Regions from separate parts of the Mus musculus genome. Here regions 1 and 2 are each linked to region 3. A link is a contact called in public HiChIP or PLAC-seq and promoter capture Hi-C data. All regions are on one chromosome and are shown on one strand. Each heading gives the region's core, a stretch centred on a gene start, on an enhancer-like site or on the middle of the called end of the contact. The rest is flanking DNA. Distances are from core to core; before and after follow the strand shown. Region 1 overlaps Dtx1 (deltex 1, E3 ubiquitin ligase). Region 2 holds the start of Rasal1 (RAS protein activator like 1 (GAP1 like)). Region 3 holds the start of Plbd2 (phospholipase B domain containing 2).

Region 1 (4,519 bases), core at 1,035-3,534, 190 kb after region 3:
GACTTGGGAATGGAGCCGACAGTGAGCGGGTAAGCCAGGTCCAGGCGACGGCGCAGGCGGCGGCGGCGGCGCGTCTGGCGGTTCATCTGGGACATGCTGTTGAAGTAGATGAGGTAGCAGAAGCCGAGCGATGAGAGGTCGAGCCACGGGTGCTGCTTCTCGTACGCGTTCTGGATGGTGATGCAGATGTCCATGTCGTAGGCCGTCCACGCCCCGCCGTCGTTCTCCCATTCCCACACGATGCCCTTGCCCGGCGCCGACGATGGATCGTAGAAGTTGCGTCGCACCGGCCGCATGGTACCTGTGCTCAGGAGGGAGAGAGATGTCAATACAGGCCCCCAAGAGGGACCCTTCGAAGCCAGGAAGGGGATCAGCGCAGACAGGGAGATTCAAGACATGGAGACTGGGCCTCCGATATGGCTCAGCAGGGGAAGGTGCTTGCCACCAAGCCTGACAACAAGATTCTAATCCCAGAGACCCGCGTGGTGGAAGGAGAGAATCGGTTCCCTCAGGCTTTGATCTGACCTCCAATAAATTAATAAATAAAAGCAATTAAAATTTTAAAAGGCAAGGGGGCTGGGAAAGATGCTGGCAGAGGCTCAGTCAGCACGCTGGGAAACAGGTACCCAGGGGCTGTAAAGAGAACCAAGAAGGGGAAAGAGGGAGGGGTAGACCTGGAGAGCCAGTCCGCCCTCTGCAGGGGCAAGGCGACCCCGAAGATCCAGGTAACCACAGGGGCAGGGAGAACAGTAAAGTTTGGTAGTGGCCACACAGAGCGCAAGGCCCACCTGCCCACCCAGCTCCCTCCCGGACTCCCAGGGTGCCCAGAAACCGGAACAGTTGTGGGTTTCTTCGTTCACACAGGGTCCACCGGATTCCACACTTCTCCCATAGGTCCATTAATTCGGTTACACCTGCGCGCATTTCTCACTTCATTCATTCAGCCACACATCCACTCATTCATTCATTCATTCATCTCTCAATTCTTTCAGTACACGTTCTTGTGTACATTCACACCGGCATGTACCTTTTCCCTTTCCCTCTTCTGGCATTCCTCGCGTCCCCTCACCCCACCCTGTTCCAGCCCTCAGTCAACAAGTGCTGAGTATCTGCTCTGCTCCTGAAGAGCACATCCAGACCCCCACACAGCTCTGTGGTATCCGGGCCTGCCCTGCGGTTGGCCACTGTTGTGTTTTCCTTTGCCTTTGCTCTGCTCTGGCTGAAGCTTAACCCCTCTGCCTGAGAGGCGAGCTCCGGAGAAAATCTGCCAATGATGTATACTGTAGGCTGTAGGACTCCTCAGAGCCTTAGTTGGCTCTGGCCTGCCTAACCCAGGGTGCCACAGCATAGAAATTACTCTCCTGGACTCGTGTAAGGCCGGCCACACCCACTACAAAGCTGTGGGAAAGCCCTCATGCCTCCCCTGGCCTCTGTGGCCAGGATAACAGTTACTGATCAACTGGCCAGTATTGATCATCAACTGGCCAGGGCCTAGTATGCATCACCTAGAAGCCAAACCTCTGGGCGTGTCTGGGAGGGAGTTTCTGGACTGGGTTAGGAGAGATGGGAGATACACCTTGACTGTAAATGGCACGATCTCTGTGGGCTGGGGTCCCGGATTGCAGAAAATCAGAGAAAGGGAATTGAGCAATGGCATCTGCCTCGATCTCTGCTTCCTGACTGCGGATGTCACATGACCTAGCAGATGTCACATGACCGGGCAGATGTCACATGACCGAGTGGATGTCACATGACCGGGTGCCTGCTGTCATGCCTTCCCACCACAGCAGACTGTACCCTCGAACTGTGATTTTGTCAGTTGTTTTTTTTTTTTTTTTCCTTTCCCCACCGCAATGAGACAAAGGATTAATATGCTGGCCCCATCTCGACAGTGGCAGGGAGCTCCCTGGTCCAACATGTCCCGCAGGCCCCTGATTGGACTTGAGGGTAGCCTTTTTTTTTTTTTTTTTTCTTTTATTGGTTTTTCGAGACAGGGTTTCTGTCTTGTGCTGGCTGTCTTGGAATTCACTTTGTAGATCAGGCAGGCCTCGAACTCAGAAATCTGCCTGCCTCTGCCTCCCTAGTGCTGGGATTAAAGGCGTGTGCCACCACACCCAGCTAAGGGTAGCCTTTTAGCAAAGTCTTCAGGAGGTCCCTGGGGGATGAGGAGCAGACAGCCCTCATCTGGAGTTCCTGCGTCATCGTGACTATCTAGTTCTGAGTGTAAGCACATTCAGGTGACTTCCTCTGTTAGCCTTAGGGTCTCATCAGGGAGATGGGCCACGTGGGCAGAGCTCCTGAGGCTGTGGGGAGGAGCCTGAGGCTGTGGGGAGGTGCCTGAGGCTGTGGGGAGCAGCCTGCCTCTGCTTTGATTCCTCCCAAACTTGCTGCCTTTGGCTCCACCCTCTCTCCTGTCCCCAGATAGACCTATCAAGCTGCCTCTTGACAGCTCTGTTGCCCGATCCCCGGCTCCTTCAAGCCATTGAGCCTGAGCCATTTTGCCTCCTTTGCTTGGCCCACAGCAGTAGGCTTGTGCCCTTGTCCCCACCGGGCATCCTGTTCAGCCCACATCCATCCATCCTCATGAGCTATGTGGCTCCCAATGGCCTGTAAAAGCTGAAGTCCTCATGATGACCTGGCCTCCCTGCTGCTCCCTCGTCATCTCAAACCCCGTGTTGCCTCAGGGGCCTTTGCACAGCTGTTCTTTCTGCCTGGATTATGACTTAACCACATTCAGACTTCTTTAATCCAGGTCTGTACGGATGTCACGGGCTAGGAAAGCCCTTCCCACACCTGGCTGCTGAATGAGCTGTCCTGTCCCTGCCTTGTCGTACCCCACTCCCTGGTACTTATTCATCCTGGCCACAGCAGGCTCTTTTCCTGTCAGCTCAGGCCCACAGGGGCTCCTCTGCCTAACCCTCTAACCCCCTCATCTCTAGTCTGGGCACAGTGCCTCACACAGTAGGTCCTCATGAAATGAGATGTTTCCAGGGTGCCTAGTGCAGGAGCCTACAGCCAGATGGGGGCACCCAGCGTAGTGTCCTGCTGGGAGGTTGCCCTCCTGACCACAGACCCTGTCTGATTGTCCTACACTGTATTGCCACACAGGTTGCAAAGACCTTGTCTGTTAGAATAGCCAGGGCTGCCCCTCACAACAGCCCCAGCCCTGAGAGCTGAGGAAACTGAGGCTTAGAACTGTAGTTGTGGTAGGAGATGGGCAGGGTAGAAGGTGCCATGAAATATGGTCCCTAGACACCAATAATGTTTCAGCCAACTACAGGAAGACTCCCCTAGGGCCTGATGCCTGTTTGTTTTAATGGACTGCATATCGATTTTCTGTGGTTTTCTCTGTGCTGGGAGTAAGCCCTGTATCCTGTCCCCTCGCTCCTGCTTGCTAGACTCCTCCCTGCTTGGTGCCTAGGTTTTCCCATTTGCAGAATGAGGGGCTGTTGAGAGATGAACCCTAAGTACTATGGTCAGCTTTGTGGTAAGGTGAAGAGACACGCCCCTTTGAATGGGATAGGAGGGACACAAGGAAATTGCCCCCTTGTGCTCCACCTGCTGTTCAGGTCCCCAGCCAAAGGGGGCTCAGGGTCAGAATGAGTGAGAATTCCAGAATGCTTCTTGTAAGCAGCCAGTAGGTCAGCGAGACTGTGGGAACCCTGGCTCCTCAAACAGCCTCAGTGGTCTTATATGTAAAATGGGGGTGTTAACAACTCCCCCAAGCAACTTCTGGGGGACAGAGTAAAAGAAGGCATGACAGCTGCCTAGCATCCTAGCATGGGACTTGGCGTATAGATGCGATCGATCCGTGTTGGCTGCTATCCCACACATGACCCACTTCCAGCGTCCCTACATGGTGAGCTCCTTACCATCCCACAGAGCTTCTCGAAGGCCCAGCCCCTCCAGTAAGGACTTCTTAGTTCTGTCGCAGAAGCTGCCACGTTTGGTCGTTGCCCTGTCCTGGAATCATTCCTGCTTTCCTCTCCTGAACTGACTGATAACTTCTGGGGTGACAAAAGGCTACAACAGCGCTACAGTGTTTCCAAAACCTGCCTGGGAGGACGGCATGTGCAGCTGAATCACAGGCCTGTGGAGCCGAGGGGGAGGGGAGGGACCGGCCTGGCAGAGGTGAGGGGAGGTGGACCTAGGGCATTGGGAGAGGGCTCTGGAGATTGCCATGGCCGCAGAGGGTTCTGGGAGCTGGCCAGCCCGCATCTCCTCCCCAGGGCTCTGTTTACCAGGCATGGATTTTCTTGCCTGTTTAGTGGTAGTTATTAAAGGCAGTGTCCCTGGAGTCCTTTTGAGAACGGATCGGAGCCTGGAGAGCTGGAGTAATTAGGGCGGCTGTGCCCGCCCTACTAGACCCTGCACTGCTGGGCCTGCTGCCGCCTGTCCGTCTGCCCCTCCAGCTCAGGATGGCCATGAACCAGGGGTGTGTTGGGAAGGGAGGCAGCTGGCTCCCACTGTCCGCTTGGATTTGGATCTTGAGATTTCCTAGGCAGCCGTGCCAGCCTCC
Region 2 (4,740 bases), core at 2,107-4,606, 150 kb after region 3:
TTTTTAAAGATTTTTTATTATTTATTTATTTTATGTATGTGAGAACATGGTAGCTGTAGAGGTGATTGTGAGCCTTCATGTGGTTGTCAGGGTTGAATTTTTAGAACCTCTGCTCGCTCTGGTCAGTCCCACTCGCTCAGTCCTTGCTCTGGCCCAAAGATTCATTTATTATTATTAGCTGACTTCTGATATACCAGAAGAGGGCATCAGATCTCATTATGGGTGGTTGTGAGCCACCATGTGGTTGCTGGGATTTGAACTCAGGACCTTCGGAAGAGCAGTCAGTGCTCTTAGCTGTTGAGCCATCTTGCCAGCCCTTCCTTTCTTTCTTTCTTTCTTTCTTTCTTTCTTTCTTTCTTCCTTCCTTCCTTCCTTCCTTCCTTCCTTCCTTCCTTCCTTTCTTTCTTTCTTTCTTTCTTTCTTTCTTTCTTTCTTTCTTTCTTTCTTTCTTTCTTTTTTGAGATAGGCTCACTCAATGACGTTAGGGCAGGGATGCTCTGCTCAGAGTCTGTGAGCTTCTCTGGGCCCTGGCGGAGCATGTCACACACGGGGGTGAAGTGCTGGTTTCAGCCAGGTCTGGGCAATGAGCCTACAAGGGCGGGCAGAACTCTGATCTTTGGATCTCTCTGCTTGGATTAAAAGAACAAAAAAACAAAATCCAGATTCCCCCAGATCCGCAGTCCAGAACGGGAACTTCCTCTAGCTAGATAGAAGGTGGCACTTCCTCCATCCCTGGAACTGGGGGGAGAGGGGGGGCTGGGGCTGGCACATCCTCAAGGTCCAGCCTTGGTGTTAAGCCAAGGTGGGATTTCCAGGCTCCAGAGTGAGCTGGGATTCTCCGTGATGAGCATGACACTTAGTGGGCACTTGCTGTATACCAGGTGTACTGAAGGCTTGGGGATTCTTCATGATGGCCATGACACTTAGTAGGCACTTGCTGTATACCAGGTGTGCTGAAGCCTCTGGCATTTCCTCCACACCCTCATGCATTCAGTGACATGGGTGTTGGTAGCAGCTTCAACTCACACAGGAAGAAACAGAGGCATCGAGAGGGTAACTCACCTGCCTGAGATCATCCAGTGCCGGGATTCATTAAGAAGACCCCTTCCCTGAAGAAGACCTTCAACTAGAACTTTCTCCACCTAAGGCTTTATTTATTTAGAGGTGTAGCCCAGGCTGGCCTTAAACTTACCAAATAGCCAAAGATGACCTTGAACTTCTAATCCTCCTCCTGCTGTCTTCCAAGTGCTGGTTTTACAGTTGTGTGCCACCCTGGGGCACCATGCTACCAACTGGGCGGCAGCCCCAGACACTAATTTATTTATTTTTTTAGCCTTTGTAGCCCAGGCTAGCCCGTACTTCACGATCTTTCTGGCTCAGCCTCCTGTTCTGCCATTACAGGTGCATACCATCACACCCTGGCTTCACCTAAGTGTCTACATGATGTCTGCAGCCATAGATGCTAGACATGGCAGAGAGCTAGCAAGGACTGTGTTTTTTTTCCCTTAAGAAGATTGGGAGAGGGGTTCATAAGCACCTACTGTATACTTAGAACAGCTGGAACAGCTGGCCTCATACTAGCCATGTGAAGGGGACATGATTGGGTCTTGTGTGAAACTGATGGCTGCCAGGGTCTCTTCTTTCTGTCTTGGCTGCTGGCTCCCAGCAAGTCATACATACCCTCCCTGGCTGTCTTTTCCCTTTTGGGTCCTGGATCGGGGTTGTCTGAGCAGGATTCCATTCCAGCCTCCCGCCTGTTTTAGTTCAAGGTTTCTTAGAACAACAGGAAGTAGTCAGGGAGGGTCATATAGAGAATGTAGAGATTGTGGCCCCTGTGCCAGAGGACCTGGTGTCAAGTAGGAGGGAGGTGACAGAGCTGGTCCTTGGTGGCCTAGCTGGACTGGACAGATCCCACTGCGGGTTTAGAGTTAGGAAAATTAGAAGTAGGGCTTCCTGTTCACTTTGGAATATGGATTAATGATGGCTGTGTTTGGCCAGTACGTCATGGAATCTGGACACTCCATCAGGGTGCCCGGGGACCTGGATGACTTGTCTCTATAACCCTAGGGGCAAAATACCCAGGCAAAGGTGTCTGTCCAGGTGTGTGTGTGTGTGTGTGTGTGTGTGTGTGTGCAGGGAAACCACAGGGCAAATCTTCTTCCTCCCCAGAAAAACGTAGAGTTACTGCTGCAGATGGTGGTAGGCAGGGGGTGGGGGGTGGGGGTGGGGGAGGCAGGGGTGGAGGAGGAGGGGCTGCTGCAGTTTTGGACTCAACCCTGGGTCATCCCTGGGTTGGCCTGCTGTGGTCTTCCCGGAAACCCACCAGGATAGAATTCCAGGGTACCAGCTCACTTCCATCTGGAATGGGTGCTGGCTGGGAAGAGGGGGAGGGAGGGTATTCAGACCACTAGGTGGCTCCAGTTCCAGGGGCTGGGCAGGTGCTCCCAGGGCTAGGCAGGTGCTCCCAGTCCTGCCAGTCAGGGCAGTTGCAGGTGACCTCATTCTGCACTCCCATGGGTGCCCGGCCCTAAGTTGCCCTTGCCAGCCTTTCTGAATACTCCCCAGTTAGTTAAACCACAGACTTCGAGAAGGAAGGTAGCTCTGCCAGCGTCTACCCTGGGACAAGCCTTCTGTTCACATGATCCCATTTAAAACTCGCAAAGGCACAAAGCATCTTGGGAACGGAGGAAAAAGGAAGAAGAGCTTTGCGTGGGGGGTGTGGAAGGGCCTCCTAAAAGCCTTGCCAGGAGACGTGACATTTAAGGCACACCTTGAAGAAGAAGAACAACAAAAAATACCGTATGCTCTGTGCCTGATTAGGTGTGTACCACTCTTCTGAGGCCCGTGTGGGAGTATCTCATTTAATTCTCTCTCAACCCTGTAAATGAGACACGTGTCGTGTCATGCTCCCTGAACAGATGAGAAAACTAAACCGAGGAACAGAGAGGTTAAGTGACTGACTCATCTAAGACCAGGCATTACCACATCTACCAAATGGCAGCAGAGTCAGAACTCAAACCCAGAAAGGAGACTTCTGGCAAGTGTCCCCCACCTCTCAGGACCCCAATTTGTGTGTGTGTGTTTATTTTGGTTTTTTGTTTTGTTTTGTTTTTAAATCCATAGATAGAGGGCTCCCATGACATACAGAGTTGCCGAGGGCTCAAAACTGAGATAATCCCCATGAAAGGCTCAAGCCGTGCCTGGAACTTGGTTAAGTGTTCGAGGATTGCAGATGGCTCTTATCGTGCCGCCCGGGCGGTGTTATCTCCGCGCCTCCCCTCCCCCTGCGGCCGCGGCTTCCTCCCCCGCAGTGGCAGCCGGTGACGTGGGAGCCTCCGCTGGCACACTCCGGGTTTAATTGGAGACGAAGAGAAGATGCAAGGGGATGTTCGAGGTCCCTCCCTCCACTCGCATCAGACCCCCAGGGAGCGTGCGCCGCCTGCCGCCCAGAGAGAGTACTGTTCCGGGACCCCGAGGCTGGTGTTGGGGTGGCAGGTGGAGGAGGTGGGAGAGGTGTGGAGGTGCTGGGTTGAGGGCCGGCAGGAGACACCCGGGTTCTTGGAGGGTTCAAAATAAGCTCAGTAACAGCCTGCAGCCCTGCTTGACTGCTCGCGCCTCCTCCACCCCACCCCTTGACCCATAGCGCCTGGGGGGTCCCCGGCTGAGTGCAGTAGCCTGGGGTGCCAGCAGGGGGCGCTCGCGTAGGGGTTCAGGGCGGGCGGGGCAGCTGCGGGGGGCGGGATCGGGAGGGACCTCCCGGGCGGCAGACGCCTGGCTCAGCCTGCCCAGATCGCAGCGCACAGCTACCTGTAGCTCTGGACGCATGTCCCCTTCCGGGACCCAGCACGCCTCCCTCCTAGCCCTGCATCCAGCCCACTCGCACCCCAGACCCGGACACGTGGGAACCGGCTGACAGCGTGCTTGGCCCGCAGCTGATGACATGTAGGGTCACCTCCTGGTCCAGCCTCAGAACCTCGGCAGACTCCTTGCCTGGAAAGTTTGGGACTGTGCGACATGGCCAAGAGCGGCTCGCTGAGTATCCGCGTGGTGGAGGGACGAGCACTGCCCGCCAAGGACGTGTGAGTCCCCGGGTGCCCACTGGGGTGCGTAGAAGGGTTGTGGGGAGCCCTGTTTAGGACCCGCTGCTGGGGATCCGCCCTCCCTATTCTGTGGGAGGGGGCGCCCAGGCTTAGCAGGTGCGGCACCTTGCTCCCTCCACCTCCACCCCACCCCCGGGAAGGAGGGTGTCTTTGTTCTAGGATGTCCCCAAGTGGGTCTTACAGGACGGGTTAAAGGAGCTCTGGACTGGGTACTCTTAGAGCCTAGGAGGGGGTTGAGCGATCCCTTCCTTAGCTCCAGCAGGTGTTGGAGGTGGGGCTTCTCCGAGCGACAGAAGAGGCTATCCAGAGACCACTAGGGGTAGAGCCCCTGAGGGCTGTGATCCAGACTGACCCCAAGATTTTTCATGCCTTAGGGGTGGTGTTTAGATTTGCAGCGCTTCACCAGGTGGTCCTCTAACCCGGAACCCCGGTTTTGTACCTGCAAACCTAGGGTGGACTATCTCAGATCTCCAAGTGATCTAAGAGACACTCGCAGGTGCACGTGTGATAGGTCTGGGGGCGCTGGGCTCCTCGGCCCCTGTCCTTGGCTCTGGTTCTCCGGGGCGGAGTCAACAAGTGCTGACTCAGCAGAATGGGGCTGGGGGCGGGTGGATGGAGCGGGTTACCCCCTCCTGCTTGG
Region 3 (5,014 bases), core at 520-3,019:
CCTCCTCTCTCCTTACATCCACAGTGGAGCTTTCTAAGTCCCATTGAAACTGGGGGACCCTTTGAACCCCATCTCGGGCAAGAAAACAGGCTCAGAGAAGGGGAGCCACTCACCCTGGATCACACAACAGTGGATCGGAGGCTGCAGGAAATTCCCAACACAACCAAGGAAGACCCGTCCCCACTCCCATGAGTCCTGTAAATGGAAGCATTCTCAGTCTGAGTGCCCCCACGCCACCCCACCCCCGTCCTTCCCCCTCCACACACCTCCTGTGCCTCTGCATCCAAGCAGGGGTTCGTCATACCCTCTCAGCTCTGCTAAACAAGCAAATCTGGATTGAGTCAGCAGAGAACAGACCGCCAGATCGAGTCACAGGGGGTGCCCCTGATGCCGGCCAGAGCTGTGGTTCCCTTCATATAGCAGACAAATCAGCAGCCTTCTCTCCCTGGAAGCCTTCCCAGATTGACCCCACCCAGCTGTGATGTCTACAGCAACCAACCATCCAAGGACCACCATCACCGGAGATGACCAAACCTGTGCGAACCCATGCTGCAGGAGACTGTGGCCCCTGAGAATGAGCACATCGAGGTCTGATGGGGACACACAGGTTCTGGATGCTCCCCTTACACAGCCCAAATCTGGGTTTCCAGGCAGATTGCTGGCTCCGGTTTCCCGTGGGATTTGCCCATGTGTCTTCCCTCAGCCTGAATCTTGTTTGGCTCTGGGTCCTTGTGACCACATGCCAAGATAAGAATAGCTCAGCACAAGTCGTTATTCCCGGTGCAGACCCCAGCAAGAACCCACGATCAAGTTCTGGGTTCACAGCAGTGATGTGGGGGACCCAGAGAAGCAAGGGAATTAGTGAGACAACAGATCACAGGGCCAGCCTATGTTCCGAGAGCGATAGGGATCACACTGAGCACCTAACTCAGTGAAGCATCGGGCCATGAATTCGTCCCTGGGATGGGCAGGGACAGCAACATCTAACAAGGATACTGTCCACGCTTGTGAATTTAGGGACCTGCAACTTTCCCTCTGGCTTGGAGCCTGGCTCACTCCAGCCGCCCTGGCTCTGGAGGGAGACAAGGGCCTGGGGCTACTGACAACTGTCATTATCCCTTAGGCTAGGGACAAATGGGCAGCAGAGTAAACATTTAGTACCAGAAGTCCGGAGGCAAAGGCAGGCGAGTTTGTGTGAGTTCCTGGGCAGCCTGGTCTACATACCGAGTTCTAGTCCAGCTCGCCTTAAGTGCGGGGACCCGTGTGGACAGAGGGCAGGTCCCCTGGCCCCTCGGGGAGAACCCCTGTGGTTGGGGATAGGAGTTACTGAGTCAGCCACCAGCCCTGGGCCAGACCTGGCTGTGGACTCCCCAGGGAGGCAGTCCAGGGCCCCTGTCACCCGCCAGGCCGTGGCGGGGATGGCTAACCCTTACCCGGTCTCGCGGATGGCGTTGGTGAGGTTGGCCCAGGCCACCGCGTCGGGGTGGAAGCCATCCTCCAGGCGCAGCTGGCCCGACGCGGCGTCCAGCAGCAGCGAGCGGGTGCGGGAGACCGGCGGGTCCGGATTTTGGCGCTGCCAGCCGGGCCCCAGGGTAGGGAGAGCGCCCGCCGGGCCGCTCAGCAACAGCCCGGTCAGCGAGGCCAGCAAGGCCAGTGTGGTCAGGGAGGTCAGCGCCAGTGCCCGCCGTAGCGCCCGGGCCGCCCAGCCGCCGGAGCTCCCATCCACGGGGGCCGCCATCGCGAGCCGCAGCCGGGCCACGTGACTGCGTCCCGAGGGGCGGGGTGGGGGCGGGGCTTGTGCTTGGGCTTCCGGGATGGGCGTGGTCTGTGTTCCTGGAGAGGCGGGGCCTGCCTTAAAGGACTCGCGCTCTCTGTGGAAAAAAAAAAAAAAACCGCTCAGCATCCTTCCCTCCCAAGGAATTTCTTTCTGGTTTTTGTTTGTTTGCTTTTGCTTTGTTTTTAAATTATCCTTCCTCTTCCTCACCTTTTTTACTTATTCTTCCTCTTCCTCACCTTCTTTTAATTTTTAATATTTTTAGATTTCTTTTATGTGTATGATCTGCATGGTGTGTTTGTGTGTGTGTGTGTGTGTGTGTGTGTGTGTGTGTGTGTGTTTTTGGGAATGTGGATGCAGGTGGAGGCCAGAAAAGAGTGTTACATTCCCTGAGGCTCTGTTGTGAACTGTCTAAATGTGGGTGCTGGAATTCGAACTCAAGTCCTCTGCAAGATCATCGAGCCCCCTTTACTGCTGAGCCATCTCCCAGCCCCGCAACTTCTTTTTCCTATTTGTCCATGAATGAAGTAGTCCCAATATGTTAATCAGGTTAGCCCGAGCTACAGAGTTAATTCCAGGCTAGCCTAGTACACAGTATGAGATCCCGTCTCAAAGTAATTTTTATTTAAAAAGCTGGATGTTGGAGGACCTGTACCTGTGCTTTTGAGGTCTGCAAAATAGTCTGGAATAAAGAGTGAGAATCTGTCTCAAAATGTACACAAAGAGAGGCAGTGATTGGCACTTCAACCAATGCAGGTGTCAGACCTTCAACCAGCAGCCCCAGGCCCCAGAAGCCAAGGGTGTGAACATACAAGCTGTCCTCAACGCAGATCAACATCTTTGGTCAAGTTGCTGGCCAACTTTGCCTCTGGTCAACCAGTGACAAATGCCACGGGTTCACACATACAAAGTGACTCACACCTACGATTCTAGCACTGAGAAGGACTGAGGCAGGAGGATTGCAAGATGTCCAGACAAGCCTGGAGTACAGTGTGAGTGAGACCTGATCCCATACCAAAAAAGAACTCATTCTGTCCCTCTTCCCCTACCCTGATGCATAACCTTTCTAGAATGTTTCACAGAGCAGGAAAGGTGTTTCCTGAGGGACATATTTAAAGACACACCGGTAAGCCCGGCAGTTACTGGACTGAGGCTGGAGGGTCACCATCTTGAGACTTACATAGACTAAATAAGTTCTCATCATTAAAAAAAAAAAAAAGGATATGAATAAGTGAATGAGTGGTTTGCCTGCATGCACGTCTGGGCACCAGGTCTTGTTCTCTTGGAACTGGAGTTACAGATGGTTGTGAGCCACTGTTAGTTGCCGGGAATCGATCCCAGGTCCACTGAAAGAGCAGCCATTGCTCTTAACTGCTGAGCCATCTCTCCAGCCCAGTCCTGTCTTTAAAGAAGAGAAAAGTTTAAGGTCCCTTAAACTTTTTTTTTTTAATGCATGCTTGTAAACCCAGCACTCTATAGGCAGGGGCAGAAGGATCAAGAGTCCAAAGTTAGCCTCAGATACACACTAAAGTTAAAGAACATTGTTAGGGGACATTAGATCCTACCTAAAAAACATAAACAAGATACTACCTAAAACCTCACAACTGCCTGCTTACCCTAGAGGCACTCCCCTGCCATTCCCTGGCATAAATCCGAGTCTCTTCTGTCATCTGTTAATCCCTTACTGCAAACACTTTCTGTCGCCAAGTCCCTAACAGGCTGGGGAAACTGAGACCCAAGCAGATAAAATGACTTCTAGTCACAAAACTAGAACCTTCAGCACCGGGAGTCGAACAGTTCGAAAGCACCGTGGACGCTGCCCTTCCCAGCCACCAGGGGGCAGACACAACCACAGCCACGCTCGACTTTCCTGCCTCCCTAGGGAAGGCCAGGCCCTGGCTGGAGGGGGAGGAGTCTGCTTTGGGTTCCAATCCTTCCTCCCTGCCATAGGTGAGGTCACGATTCCAAGCCTCGCGGACTCAGTGAACACAGCCTGACCCACAGGAAAGCTACCAGATGCTAGGCACACGAGAGAGGCACAACAGGAGTGTGTGATCGCTGGGGACTAATATACACAGAGCACGCGCACAGATGCACAAAGGCACACACTCGCTGACGCAGGTCCATGTTATTCCCCAGCCTGGGTGCCTTCTAAGCATGTTGTAGTGGTCCAAATCGGTGACTCTCAAGCCTTTAATACATTTCCTCATGTTGTGGTGACTCCTCCCCCCAACCATAAAATCATTTCCTTGCTGTTTCTTAATTGTAATTTCACTACTGTTATGACTCGTAATGTAATGCAAATATCAGATATGGTACATGACATGACCCCTGTGAAACGGTCATTCAGCCTCCACCAAGGGGGCGTGACCCACGGGGTGAGACCACTGCTCTAAAGCGCCTACACACGGGAATGCAAACAGAAGAACCTGAGTTAAGCCCCCAGCACCCATGTAACAAGCCAGGCACAGTCTTCCATACACTATAATCCCAACGCAGAAGAAGGCAGAGACAGGAGGCTCGCTGAAGTTCACCAGCCAGCCAGCCTTGCTGAATGACTGTCCCCCATGCTCAGTAAGATACTCTCTCAAAAAATAAGATGGAGCCAGGTATGCTGGCTCTCTGTGAGTTCCAGGCCAGCCAGGGCTACATAGAAAGACCCTGACTCAAAATAGTAGTAGTAGTAGTAATAACTATTTACATAATATATAGACAATATATTTTATAATGTAATTTATAATATATTTATAATATATGAATATTTTATATAAACTATATAATATAGTATGTTAATATAATATAATTCTTAGCCTGGAACTTACTTTGTACACCTGCCTGGCCTAGAGCTCACGGAGATATTCCTGCCTCTACCTCCCAAGCTCTGGAAGGAGAGGTGTGTGCCGCCATGCCTGGCTGTTCTATACTTTAACATCACCGTAGCGGAGTCCATAGGGGAGCAGCAGTATTCCCATCAGCGAGCAGCAGTATTCCCATCCAATCCCCTGTGCTGAGCACTTGGCTTACTTCCAGTTATTGCACAGGCGTGCTGTACCGACTGTTGCAGCCAGTGCTTGTGATCCACAAGGGTCGTTTTCAACAGTTTCCTGAAGGGACATTCCAGCTGAGGAGCACGCAGCAGCCAGGCAGGGCCCATGAGAAGTTTCTCTCACATAACACCATCTGCTACTTCTCCAGCTCCCGAGACAGTAAGGAGCTCCTGTGACTCTCTGCCCATCATTG

The links. HiChIP or PLAC-seq counts read pairs in DNA pulled down with a chosen protein or histone mark. Capture Hi-C pulls out chosen DNA fragments and counts their contacts.
Region 1: a contact with region 3 is called in an H3K4me3 HiChIP or PLAC-seq map of the 230-238 cell line, with 5 times the contacts expected there. The contact joins the enhancer-like site here to the promoter of Plbd2 in region 3. A contact is called at or near these places in 3 of 39 promoter capture datasets (hippocampal neurons, liver and stem cell-derived epiblast-like cells), 7 of 484 Hi-C or Micro-C datasets (bone marrow-derived macrophages, colorectal tumor organoids, embryonic stem cells and 2 more), 8 of 115 datasets of contacts at active chromatin or transcription factors (the 230-238 cell line, acute myeloid leukemia, double positive thymocytes and 2 more) and 3 of 9 other capture datasets (adipose tissue, liver and pancreatic islet).
Region 2: a promoter capture Hi-C map of pancreatic islet shows a contact between it and region 3. The contact joins the promoter of Rasal1 here to the promoter of Plbd2 in region 3. A contact is called at or near these places in 3 of 39 promoter capture datasets (HPC-7-derived erythroid cells, macrophages and pre-B cells), 4 of 484 Hi-C or Micro-C datasets (CD8 T cells, embryonic stem cells, regulatory T cells and 1 more), 3 of 115 datasets of contacts at active chromatin or transcription factors (the 230-238 cell line, the SCID.adh cell line and pancreatic cancer cells) and 4 of 9 other capture datasets (adipose tissue, liver, macrophages and 1 more).

Annotation. Positions count from the first base shown.
Region 1 is chr5:120,694,812-120,699,330 of GRCm38.p6, forward strand. Dtx1 (deltex 1, E3 ubiquitin ligase) reads right to left here. Exons shown (of 10, transcript NM_008052.3): 3 at 1-301. Among named protein-coding and RNA genes, the nearest start is that of Dtx1, 15 kb to the right of the region's middle. Within about 2 kb of position 2,285, at least 58 of the 459 cell types and tissues checked have an H3K27ac peak or open chromatin away from gene starts, as enhancers often do. A contact at or near this core is called in the 230-238 cell line, liver and regulatory T cells, where this site is marked.
Region 2 is chr5:120,645,456-120,650,195 of GRCm38.p6, forward strand. Rasal1 (RAS protein activator like 1 (GAP1 like)) reads left to right here and starts at 3,357. Exons shown (of 22, transcript NM_001359144.1): 1 at 3,357-3,455; 2 at 3,933-4,079. The coding sequence starts at 4,015.
Region 3 is chr5:120,501,854-120,506,867 of GRCm38.p6, forward strand. Plbd2 (phospholipase B domain containing 2) reads right to left here and starts at 1,770. Exons shown (of 12, transcript NM_023625.4): 1 at 1,434-1,770. The coding sequence starts at 1,738.